2 separate regions of the Gossypium hirsutum genome follow, and region 1 is linked to region 2. A link is a contact called in public Hi-C data. All regions are on one chromosome and are shown on one strand. Each heading gives the region's core, a stretch centred on a gene start, on an enhancer-like site or on the middle of the called end of the contact. The rest is flanking DNA. Distances are from core to core; before and after follow the strand shown.

Evidence for each region. Hi-C and Micro-C count contacts between places; a contact is called where the count stands out from the background.
Region 1: a contact with region 2 is called in a Hi-C map of leaf, with 4 times the contacts expected there. The contact joins the enhancer-like site here to the promoter of LOC107939061 in region 2. A contact is called at or near these places in 3 of 34 Hi-C or Micro-C datasets (leaf and petal).

The regions. Positions count from the first base shown.
Region 1 is chrA12:12,437,203-12,443,784 of Gossypium_hirsutum_v2.1, forward strand. It overlaps the pseudogene LOC107927105. Among protein-coding and RNA genes, the nearest start is that of LOC121212011, 11 kb to the left of the region's middle. Within about 2 kb of position 3,624, at least 7 of the 9 cell types and tissues checked have an H3K27ac peak or open chromatin away from gene starts, as enhancers often do. A contact at or near this core is called in leaf, where this site is marked.
Region 2 is chrA12:12,186,685-12,193,081 of Gossypium_hirsutum_v2.1, forward strand. It overlaps LOC107939061, which reads right to left and starts at 2,489. Exons shown (of 1, transcript XM_016872348.2): 1 at 1,950-2,489. The coding sequence starts at 2,361. The coding sequence ends at 2,098.

The DNA.
Region 1 (6,582 bases), core at 2,374-4,873, 250 kb after region 2:
ATATTTTTTTATTTTTATTTTTAGTTTTAGATTTTTATTTTTATTTATTAAATTATTTGTAATTTTTATGATTGAGTTGGGTTGGGTACTAGAGTTAATATATATTAGATTGAGTATTTGGGTTTATGTTGGATTGGGTTTGAGTGAATAGTGAGCTATTTATATATTATAATTTTTTATTAATTTTTTCCGGTTAACCGACCGGTTTCAAACAGAATTAACCGTTAACCGAAAACTTAAAAAAAATTTAACTAACCCCCAACCGAATTAATTCGATTAACCGACCGATTAACCGAATTCGGACGGTTAATCAAATTTTTTCAGTTTTATCCGAATTTTGCACACCCCTAACCATATGTATCCAAATCCTTCAGCAATAACAAAGTTTATGCTACATCAGTCTTTTAAAGTAGCAAAAATGGCCATTTCATACATCAGTGCACGCCATTCAGGCTTTGGTGAAACTGGCAGATGCATACCATACTCAAGTGTGGCAGCTGTAAAACGCTGAGAGTGTTCTAAAGCACAAGTGCTCCTCCCCAAACGATTGCTCAATAACTTCACCTTGAACTGTAACACGAAGTGATCCGTGAATAGTTTCTGGTGGTTGAGATAATATAACAAGATGAGTTGGACCACCTCCTCTTCCAACAGTCCCACCACGACCATGGAACATTGTTAGCTTCATTCCAAATTTCTTAGCAACCTTTATAAGCTCCTCATGAGCTTTGTATAATTTCCAGGCAGCAGAGAGACGCCCAACATCTTTACCTGAATCTAAATACCCAATCATAACTTCTTGCTTTACATTGATCTGATTTCTGTACCAATCTACTGAGAAGAGCCGAGCCAAAGGAGCAGGTGCAGCCTCCAAATCTGCAAGCTTCTCAAATAGTGGAACAACTCTTAATGGTTGCTTCACATGGCATTCACGTTGCAAGAGCTCAACAGCAAAAACATCAGAAGGTGCAGTTGCCATTAAAATGATGTACGCTCCGAAGTTATCTGCTGGGAGCTCTACTAAGACATTGAATGTGTCTAAAACATCAACAATTTCTTCTGTTTTAGGAAGATCTGAACCAAACAGTGGACGCTTGCCACTTAGTTCAGATAATAGCCATTCCTGCATTTGTTCTTCAGACCACTCTCAGTAGGAACCAATTTCCAAGTGTTTGGTAATAGCATCTAAGACATCTGTATGACGGTCAGACTCTTGCCTAATGTCAAGTCTGACAAGTGAGAGCCCAAAGGTTGACACTTGCCTCAAGAAATTAAGAAGGCTTCCACCAGTAATTGGCCGGTCACCATAAGAGCAAAGTGATATATAACAAAGTTCAAGAGGTTCCAGGAACTGCATAAATTTTAAAACTTAATTAGTGCCAGGGTTAGTTAAGAAGAGGTTACTATAGAAAAAATATACACGTAATAAAATGCTATTTATGATCATAACAAAAATAGTTACTTAAGAGTGATGTAGAATGGTCTTTCAGAACCTAATTCAATAATTATTATTTTTGGTCGGGATTTTCCCATTCCTAATTACAACAATATAGTAAAAGAGGAAATTTACTATTCTCTGTGTTGTTCCGACTCTTCATTTTTGTCAAAGAACCTATGTTCAACACCTAAGCCCGATGCATATCAAGGCATGACTATGGCCCTCCAAGGATTCTTCAAGTACATGGAAAAAAATGAATATACCCTTGTTGGATGCATACCTGTAACAGACTCTTGAAAAGTGTAGAGTGACATATGGAAATCTCTATTTCACTTGTGAAAAGTAAGGATATTCCAAACTAATAATAAAACCATGATATAGGACAAAAAAAAAAGATACCTGCTCAATGTTGGTGAAAGTTGCTTCCTCCAGAATCTCAGACATACCATGAGATAATAATTGCCATGACCTTTCACGTGTTTGATACAGCTTGTCCCTAACATCACCAAGAATAACACGGTAGGGAGGGATTTGTTTCCAAAACTCTGCATCAAGAGTTACATCAATTAGAACTTAACCAACATAACAGATCATTGAACAAAATATATGTAGATACTACCATTTCCAAGTCACTTAGTCTAAATTCAATCTTTTAGCATGCTATATAACATACATTAAAGAAAAATCTTATCCCTTCATGGAGAATTGGCGAGGGAGAAAAAGTCTTTATACTTCAATTCAAAGTATATTCTGATAACAAGAACTTCAGTCCATTCTGCAAAGCTATTTAATCATGTAGAAAGTGCATAATCTAGATTCAGAATAAAATGAACACAAAACAGAAACTAGCGTGTATACCGATGCAGTGTTTAGCATCTCTCCTTAAGGATCTATGAAGTTCATCGGCACGAACACGAAGCTCATCACTGCAACGCCACATGGACAACTGCAAAGACATCGAAAAGAATTTGCCTAAAATAGGTCCTTTCAGAAAAGCTCTATAAAGCATGTTCGATGGACTAGCTTAATACCTCAGACATCAGATCCTCAATCTGGGAATAGTACAAATTGGCAGCCATCATTCTAGCCAACAAGCAAACATCCCTTGTGACCTCAGGAGTTACCCTTAGGTTGCCTGCATGATAAATCAAGAAAATGCTAAAACACTCCAAAAGATATTTCAGTAAAGAAACAAAGTAAGAACAAAAACATCTGTTTTTGGCTTTAGAGTTTTGAACTTCATGGTGTTCATTGTAGTTAATTAACAGTACAGAAAGCTACAATCCAACATTGATAACTAAGTTATAAAAAATTTACCTTATCTCAGAAGGATATAGGCTTGTCAAAGAAACCATTTAGCACCAAAAGCACACACGATAGTCAAACAAGATAAACATCTTACCTCCCGATGCTTATAATTCTCTTCATCTTCTTCCTTATCACGAATTCTTCCAAGTTCCATTGCCTCTCTCTTAAATTCTAACTCCAACTCATCTAACGTTTGAGGGAAGGCATGGTAGTCAAACTGATTGTAAGATTGCAAATCAGATCCCCGTCTCTCAGTATCCCATCCCTCAGTTCTATAAGCTCCCATGTTTCGATTATGACCATCGTAGGAATTAAATGAGTTGCCACCATAAGGTAAATGGCCTGGGGATTTAGAGTGGCTCAAGCGATTTCTAGCTCCATCAGTACCATAAGCTTCATGAAATGAAGAGTATGGTAAGCACTTGATTCAAGTGCGCAAAGATCAGCTTTTAACTAGACACAATATCTTATATTCACAAAGTGCACCCATCCGTTGCAATCCACAAATGCTTTCAGTAATTGACACACTTCACAGTTGTGGATTAAATATGTCAACTGTGAAGTAAAACTAATAAAGGCCAGGTCGTTTACATGATAACCATTTCAGTTCAAAACAAAAGGCCAAATGGTTGTGGAACTATAAGTAATTTTATGAATAAATTTACCCTTGGAATCTTCTTTGTTTCATAAATTTCCAACAAAAATAAAGCTAAACTATAACTAGTTCTATGAACAAAGAAGAAATAAGATGAGAAAGAGAAACATAAAAAAAATCAACTGAGAAACAGGAGAAACGTAGAAAGAAATCAAGACTACCACGGACTTGGAGCAAAGTTGCTGAGATGCTTTTATAGATCACAAGAAAGCAAAGCAAGTTCCTCTTCTTCTGTTCAGCAGTCTTCACGCCTTAGTACCAGTAAAAAGGGAAAAGAGTGCAAAAAAAATTCGAACAAAAATCAAAACCGAGTAAATTTCAAGCAGGAGAAAAGGATTGAGAATTGAGGAATGAAATAGCAATAAGCACTGTGATCGAATCTGTAATGAAGAAAAATGGGTTCATCAGAAAAGACAAACCAAAGTTAAACATTAGAAAAGACAACACCCTTTCCCCATATCAATTTTTTTCGTTCTTACCTTCGAGAGAGGAAGATGAATGCCAGTGCAGATTTTGACAACGAAAGACGAAGATGGGTAACAGCTTTGATGAACGCTGGTGCCTGGTGTTGAGAATCAGTTTTGGTTGATGACAAGCAGAAGATCAGGTGTCAAGGATGGGGGAAGGGGAAGGGGAAGTAGAAAATCAGTGTTGGCTTCTAATTTTCTTGAAAATGTCTTACCAAATTAGAAACAGTAAGAAATTTTCCAAAATTAAAGGGTTCTTTTCCCATGTTTTGTAATTGATTTTCCCTTGGGAAAATATTTTCAGCCAAACAAACAATGGAAAAGGTTGAAAAGCTTTTCCGAAAATTATTTTACTTCCAAACAAACAGACCCTAAAAAATTTAAAAACATTCTAACAAATTTAACTAAATATATATTATAAAAATTATGAATGTTATAAATATATTATAAAAATTATAAAAAGATTATAGAAAGTTTTAAATATAATTAAAAAGTTATTAAAAATAATTAAAAATTAAAAAATTGAAATTATAAAAAATTATTAAAATATTGTAAAAATTAGAAAATAAAAATTATTAAAAAATAAAAAAATTTACTAGTTCTTTTTTCTTTTCTCTCACACGCATCGTATCTCAACTTATCCTTACCAATTTTCCTCTACCAAAATCATTACCCATCATCAATTTAAGTCATAAGCACTAAAGTCATCATCATTCAAACCCATCACTTGACACTTCTCATAAGTCCAATCACAATCACACTTCAACATCTCTGTCCCTTCACTATTGAAGCCAAAAACTCCAAATTGAAAAATTAACAAAAAATATATATATACTTTTTTTAATATTTTTAAAATTTTTATAATTTTTTTATAAACTTTAATACTTTTTAAAATTTTAAATCTTTTAAATAATTTTTATATGATTTTCTTGAAATTTTTAAATTTTTAATTATTTTTTATAATTTTAAACGGTTTCTAAAATTTTAATATTTTTTATTTTTTTATTTTTTATAAAATTTTAATACTATTCTACAAAAACCATATATAAAAATATTAAAATATCATAAAAATTATAAAAAAAATTGATTTAAAAATACAAAAAATGATAGAAAATTATATAAAATCATTAATACATTTTATAGTATTTTAAATTTTTTGAAAAAATTCAATAATTTTTTATTTTTATATTTTATATTTAATGTTTAAGAATATTTTAGAACTTTCAACTTAAATGCTAAAAAACTCGTAAAATAAATTTTAAAAATCAATTAAGTCCTTCATGTCATCATTTTTTTATATCAGCTATCACAACATTATTTATCCACGTCAGTCATATGTTAGCATGTCAAATCAACATTTAAGGCCTGTCAAGGGCTTTGAGGAAAAGTTACGTTTCAAGTGGCTTAGGCTCTATTTAGCAATGCTTAAAAAAAAACTTTTGGTTTGAAAAATACTTTTAGAAGAAAAATTGTGCTAAACAAATAATTTTTCACCGAAACGAATGACTTTTCAAAACCCTTATTCAAAAGCACTTTTACTTTTCTTGAGCAAAAAACACTTTTGAAAGTATTATTACTTTTTCATTGTTTTATTTTTCTTATCTCATTTTTCATTCATTTTAAATTGTAAATGCTAATGTAAAATTTTTAATACTTATATTTGGTCTATAAATATTACCCCATTTTGAAACTTTAATCCAAATACATATAATATTTTAATTTGTCAGGTTTATATTTTCTATGTTATGTTAAGATCTAATATGAGTTATATATTCAAATTACATTTTAAAATAAAATCATTAATTAAAAAAATATTTCTTAAAATAATACAAATGTGTTAATATCTAATTACAAATATTTAATGGTTATATTTAAATATCTAAAATATAGTTTATATATTCTAATTAAATTTTATAAATAATTAATATTAATTGCTTTAAAATATTTAAAATTTATATTTCATATATTAAAATATTAACAACAAATTATACTAATTTTTTTTATATTCTTGCTAAAATATCATAAATGGAACTAATTTGAACATTATTTAGATGTATATTTGTTACTTTATAATATCATGTCTAAAATAGACATTTTATTTTTCAAAAGTATTTTTTGATAGCAATACTAAACACTTAAATTTTAAACTAAATTTCTTAAAAGTACTTTTCAAAAGCAATGCTAAAACAACTCTTATTTAAGTACAATTAGTTATTCAAAATACTTAATTGAATGTTGTTATCGATTAGAAAATTAATTAATTTTTAATTATTTTAAGAAGATTTATTTCACATTTTCGCCTCGAATGGTGATGCAAATTCTTTTTATTTATATTAATCAGTTTTGATAACTTTTAAAATCACTAATTTTTCCTTATTTAAGTGTTTTTAAATAATAAATTTAATCCTTAATTTTTTTTTTCGTGGCCCTCAAGGTAGACACCTAAGTTTGTGTAAGTTGTACAATTTCGAATTTATGAAGCTTTAAATCCATAAAAACATGGACTATATGATATTTTTGAGCAAAATCATTTTTCTTTAATTCTAGTTTTAAAGCTAAGTTAAAATTAACTTAGTTTTGAAATCGAAATTAAAATTTGATTTTGAAATTGGGACTAATTTGAATTTCTCTCACACAATTTAAAGACTTGAATTGGACTTTGTTTGGAATTTTGGGCCTTGTTCGATAGATCATTGTAAAAATTGAATTAATTG
Region 2 (6,397 bases), core at 1,239-3,738:
AAATCACATGTAACAAATTTCCATTCAATTCCATACTTTAAAGTTTAATATGTTAATTACTTATGATTGACTATATTATAAATTTAATTTTTTTAAAAATATTATAATTTTACTTGAATTTACCGTTTCCTCACCATAAAACTTTTTTTTTATCACTGTTTAAATTTTATTTACTAGTAAATTTAATATAACATATTTAAATAAATAGACAGTAATATATATATATTAATCCGTGCTTTGCACGAGTAAAAAAAAAACTAGTTAGTTTATATAACTATTTTTAGACATTTTAAAATTTCAAAATTTAACCCAAACTTAAAATTTTATTCCTTCGTCCTTGATAACGAATCAATTACAGTTGTGAAATAGAAGGTTTAAGTCTTATATTTTAAACCCTATTTAATCCATATATGGAAATCTGTATATGGTAATTTTATGTATGGTAATCCTTAACTTATAACCTTACATTTTAAATCCTCGGTAACCTGTATATGGTATTTAAAGTTTTCGGGAGGAATTCATTAATTACATTATTTTAATATTTTTCTATTTATATACCCTAGTTATGGGTTTTTTTTTTTAATACAGCAAGGAAGGAAACAAACATATTGAACTAGAACAATTCTAGGAATAGTAAAATCAGTGCTGCCCTCTTGTAAGAGTTGCAACACACCAATTTAGAATGATATCGGATGACTAGTTCAATTAACACTAATGTAAATATTATGACGATAATGGAGAAGTCTGGCCTAGCAATTTCCTCAGGGAAAATTGAATATTTTGGCTGATATCTAGCCATACTAAGCTCCAAGATATGTGCACATTCAAACCAAACACGAACAACTCGCTCTCTGATGAATAAACCCTATTTTAGATTGAATTCCCAAAACAATAAACTCCTCTGAAGGTGGTCTAGGTATTTAGCAGGTCAAATTATATCCTACCATACGCCTAAAAGTAAAGGACCCACAAGAATTATGTTTAATATATAGTTAATCGTAGGAGGACAAAAGTGCATTTATCAAAGACGAATGTCAGGAAGCAAAATGGAGCTTGACGCCGCAAAAGATTGGGCTGAGAACGCCTGACATGATTAAAACGGACAGGAGCAAACAGATGAAGCAGATTGGTATCCAAGGTTAAGACAACAGTCATGTGAATGGTAAGATGGAAGTTCGACTTTACTAATTTCACTATTCATCTTCTTTTATTCTTTCGCTTATCCTATAAGCCATATCACTGACTTAAGCATAGGAGTCCCAATTACAAGGTCCCCATATCTCACCTCTCTTCTTGCAGGCTTTCTTGCTTTCACGTTCACCTCAAGTCCAAATCTTGACCGACCCCCGCTTACATTAATTTATCATTGAAATGAAAGTGCTTTTCTTTTTTCTGGTTTTGCTATGCTTAGAGGAAGAAAGGAAACACCTTGGACAATGAGAATGAGAAGGTACATACTTTCAACTCATCTGCAATGAAACAAACCAATTTACCCATAAATTCTTCTAAGCTGTTTCTAACATCTGAACCATCTCTGAGATTTTCAAACAAGCTATCAGAAACTTGTCTGATGCATGGTTTTCCATATGTATCACTTCTTTCACCTCTTTATTTATCGTATGAATCGATAATTAATAAAGTTGTACCGAGAGATACTAAAAACTCAGCCTTTCAGGTTTCAAAACTGGCAGATTCATATATGAAAACAGTTTAAGTCATTAACAGAGTTATAATCACTGCAGTTGCAGAGTGCAATCTAGATAACCGATACATCCTGCCAGTTTGTCGATGATAAGAACAAATTTTAAGTTACATGGAGCATGAAAATCTAATTCAGTTTGAAGAATTAGAACACCTTGTAATAAAAGAGACGGTGAACCGGGTTGGCTTTAGACGCCATCAGTCATACATATAATACTCGCAGACTGAGCTCTTTGGCTGCCCAAAAATAAAACAAAGCAATATTGATCTATTATTATGATATAATTTGCAGTTTTACATCAAAACAGAGGAATAAATCATTATGGGTAGATGAATGAATAAAATTAAAACCAGTTAAAGGAAAGCCAAAAGGAATATAAACAAAGTCTAATAATCCTAATGCTTGTGGGTACTTTTATGATACTTGTCCTTGATCCATTGAAGCCCAGAGGAGGTTCCTTGTTTGACCTTCTTCATCCCAGTTGAAGCCACAGATTTGGTCTTCTCAAGCCCATCCCCGACCTTCTGCTTGTACTTGGCGGTTGCCCCACCGCTGCTGCTTTTCTTCTCGTTCGCAGTACTAGTGGCAGCCGCTGGATCGGAGTAGTCCGATTGGTCTGCCCATGATGACCCATTGCCGTAAGACTTGTTTCCTTTCATTACTTTTTTGTATTGGGTAGGAGAATTCTAAATCTAAGAAAATAGAATTGATTTAGGGTAAGGATTTGTTAATTATTTAAAGTTAGCTAGGTTAAAAAACAGACGAGGTGCTCTGAATTGATGTTCTCAACTCAACTCCATATTTATAGGCGTTTAAAAAACCGATTTTTTTCCTTTTTATTAATCAATTATATATAATAAAAAAAACATCTCACAAAGTCACGCACGCAGTATCGAACGTTCTCTTCAAGAAACTTCCGCAATCCTAATGGCGTATGCCGTTCAATGCGAATTCCTTTCCCTCTTATCCGTGTTCAGCTTAAGGATAACCGCTAAATCGAATTAAATAAAAATTTTTTGAGTTAATTGAATTGTTAAATTATATTTTATTAATTTTAAAATATTTTTGAATTGAGTATAAGATGAATTTTGAATTAAATATATTTTTTTGATTTAAATTTTTAAAAAATAATTTTAAGTCTTTGTAACCACTGTCACCCATCGTAATTAATTTTATTATTAACTTTCATCACCTCATGATTTATTTATTAATCTTTTATATACGAATTAGCTTCTTTGCTTACTTAGCTGCTTCAATTATCTTCTGATTATGTATTTTGAAATTAAAAAAATATATTAAATGTAAAAATGTGATAACATAAAATTTTAATACAAATATTTACGGCATTATTAATAATTTAATTTTAATATAAATATTCAATATAATTAAACAATTGAATAATTTAAATAGTACAAAATGTGAAATTTAATTTAATAATATAAATAGTAGATATAAATTTTAGGGGGATGGGAGGGGAGTAGAAGTTTTAGGAGAAAGCGGGAGAGAGTAAAAATTTTGGGGGAAAATAAAAAGTTTTGAGGGCTTTTGGGAGTAAAATTTTTATGGAAAGTAAATGGGAGAGTAAAATTTTGGAGGAAAATATTAAAAAAAATTGGTGGGAAATGGATTTGGGGTATATGGGAGGTGGGAGGGGGAGGGGAGTAAAAGTTTTTATAACAGTCCCTTTTTAGTGAAATCGGAACAGTGGTTTCAGGACCACAAATCCGAGTCAGAAAGAAAAATTATTTTAAAATTATTTTAAAATTATTGTATGGTCTGCATTATGATAGGAATAACGTATGAAATTTTACCGATTTCATATTTAATTGATAAAAAGACCAAATTGCATAAAATACAAAAGTTGAGTTCTAGTAGCTATAGGTAGCAAATAACTATGGAATTCAAAACTTGAGGTCCTTATATGGTAAATAGACTATTAAGAAGGATTAGTAGATATTTATGATGATTCAGCCATGGAAATTTAAGAAAAGAAAAGGATGAAATTGAAAAGAAAAAGATGATAGGATGATAAATAATAAAATAAAAGAAAATATCATATTATTATCACCGTCCCCAAAATTTTCTATGGAAACTCTAGCTAAGAGATAGAACTTCAAGTAAGTTTAATTGGGTAAGTAATCATATCCCGTTTTTAGTAATTTATACATTTCCGAGGTCTTAATAACCCAATCTATCTATGTTGGGGATTAATTTGCAAAGTTATCAAAGTATTAAAATTTTTCCATGGATGAGTATGCTGAAATTTTGGAATTTATGGTAAAAAATGAAAGGTTGTTGATAGATAAATAACTTTTGTAAAGGAAATTTCCATGAAATTGTGATTTAGGGACTAAATTGAAAAGATGTAAAATTAAGGGAAATTTTCTAATTTTTATGAAAGACATGGACTGTTATTTTTATATGTACAAATTGGTTAGGCTTGAAATAAGGATTAAAATGTATGAATTTCATTTTCCGAGCATAGGAACGAAATTGGAATTAATTAAAAGTATAGGGGCAAAATGACACTTTTGCCTAAGATGTGAATTGGGTTGATTTGAATATGAAATGTAATAAATTGATGATTAAATTTATTTATATAGATCCGAAAAGACCAAATAAAGAGTTAGATTGAGGAAAAGAAAATGTGTAAGATTAGTAGATTCTCGTATACGAACAAGTGTCGAGGAAAGTTTGTGTAACTTAATTGTGTAATTATATGTTTGAATTGAATGATGTCTATGTGAACTATGAAATTGTTATGTACATGAAAATAATTATATGTCCGACATGTCTGATAAACATTAAATTCTGTATGAATGAAAGAAATTTGATGGATACAAGTTTCCTGAATTGGTTGTCGTCTTGCATATGTTGCGGACACACCAAAGATCAAAAGAGCATCCCGTTATTAGCCCTCTGGAGCTTCTCGTTACATGGTTCCTATGAACGTCTCGATCGGTATTGATCCTACATGTGTTGCGGACATACCACAGCTCTTTGTGAGCGTCCCGTTATATGGCTCTTCATAAGCTTCTTGATTAAAGGCTCTTTGTGAGCTTCCTGATTAATGGCTCTCTGGAGCTTTCTAATAATGGCTCGTTTGAACTTCCCGATATATGGCTATCTGGAGCTTCCCGTTAATGGCTCTTCGAAGCTACCTATTATTAGCTCGTATGAGCTTTTTGATTATGGCTCTTATGAGCTTCCTGTTATACAGCCTGGATAAGCTTCCCGTTACATGGGTTACATGAGCTTCCTGTCATATGTTCGAGAGAGTGCTCCCGATTATGTGCCTTAAAGAGCACCTCTAAATATGAATTTACGGATCACTATTTTATACACCTTGTGTCTACTACCCGAGTATTCATCGATATTTCAATGATTCAACGGACAAAAATATGAGATTTAAATGAATTATATCTCGAATATCCCTGAAATAACTGGAAATTGTTGTATGATGAGCTCATTTTTGATTTATTGATATTCATGTGAAATTTCATGACTAACTGGTTTGATGAGAGCATGTGTTTAGGCATTTGGCCAAAATGTTTTGGATGCATGTTTGTATGCTTATTTTGAATGAACATGATTGGTAAGTTAAATTCTTGTTATACGAACTTATTAAGCATTAAATGCTTACTCTATTTTTCTTTCTCTATTTTATAGTAATCGAAAGCTCATAAAGGTTGGAACTTGGTCAGAGTCACATCACACTATCCCTTGAATTTTTTGTTATATAAAGCAAACTAACTTTTGGTATAATGACATTTATAGGTTAAATTGGCCAATGATGGCATGTAAATGGTTGGTTGTAATTAGCCATTGGAATGGCTAGTGATGGCATGTTTGATGTATGTGTATGAGGTTATATCATGTTTAATACATATATATGCTTGGTATGACTAGATTGAATTTTGGTAAATTTATATGTTTATACAAATAGGTAAGTTTGAATACATGAATACATGTGATGATATATCATGCATAAGATTGGTTTTAGCTTGGTTTTAATGTCCTGAATTGGTTGGTGAATGTATTCAAGTGTTGTTGTAGGTTGAAGGCAAATTTGGGTGAGAAAAGTGGCCCTGAAAATAACCTATTTTCGTCCATATAGGTAGACACACGGGCTTGTGTCTCAGCCGTGTATGACACACGGCCATGCGCACGGGCGTGTGGTTTGGCTATGTGTCCTCGGCGTCCTTAAAATTGAGAAATAGAATGCCTGGATAACTTTACATGGGTAAAGATACGGGCGTGTGTCTCAGTCGTGTGCTAGCACACGGGCATGTGTCTTGGTTGTGAGAATCTTGTACCTAATTTTTGAAAGTTAAATTGTCCACACGACCTAGCACACGACCGTGTGGCTGGCCGTGTGACCCAATTTAGAGAGTTACATAGGTATAGACACGGGTTGAAACATAACTATGTACCTCACATCGAATACCCACACGGCCTAGGACATGGGCGTGTCACTTGGCCGTGTGAGCCATATGGCCTACCCATATGGACGTGTGTCACCTACACTTAAGAAAAATTTGTAATTTCGTAAAAAACTCTCTAAGTTCCCGATTTAGTCCCGTCTTGTTTCTAATGCATAACTTAGGCCTCGATGGTCTATTTAAGGGACAATATGATTGAATATGTTTGGTTTCAGATATGAATAGTAATTGATATAAATTAACTGTAATTGTT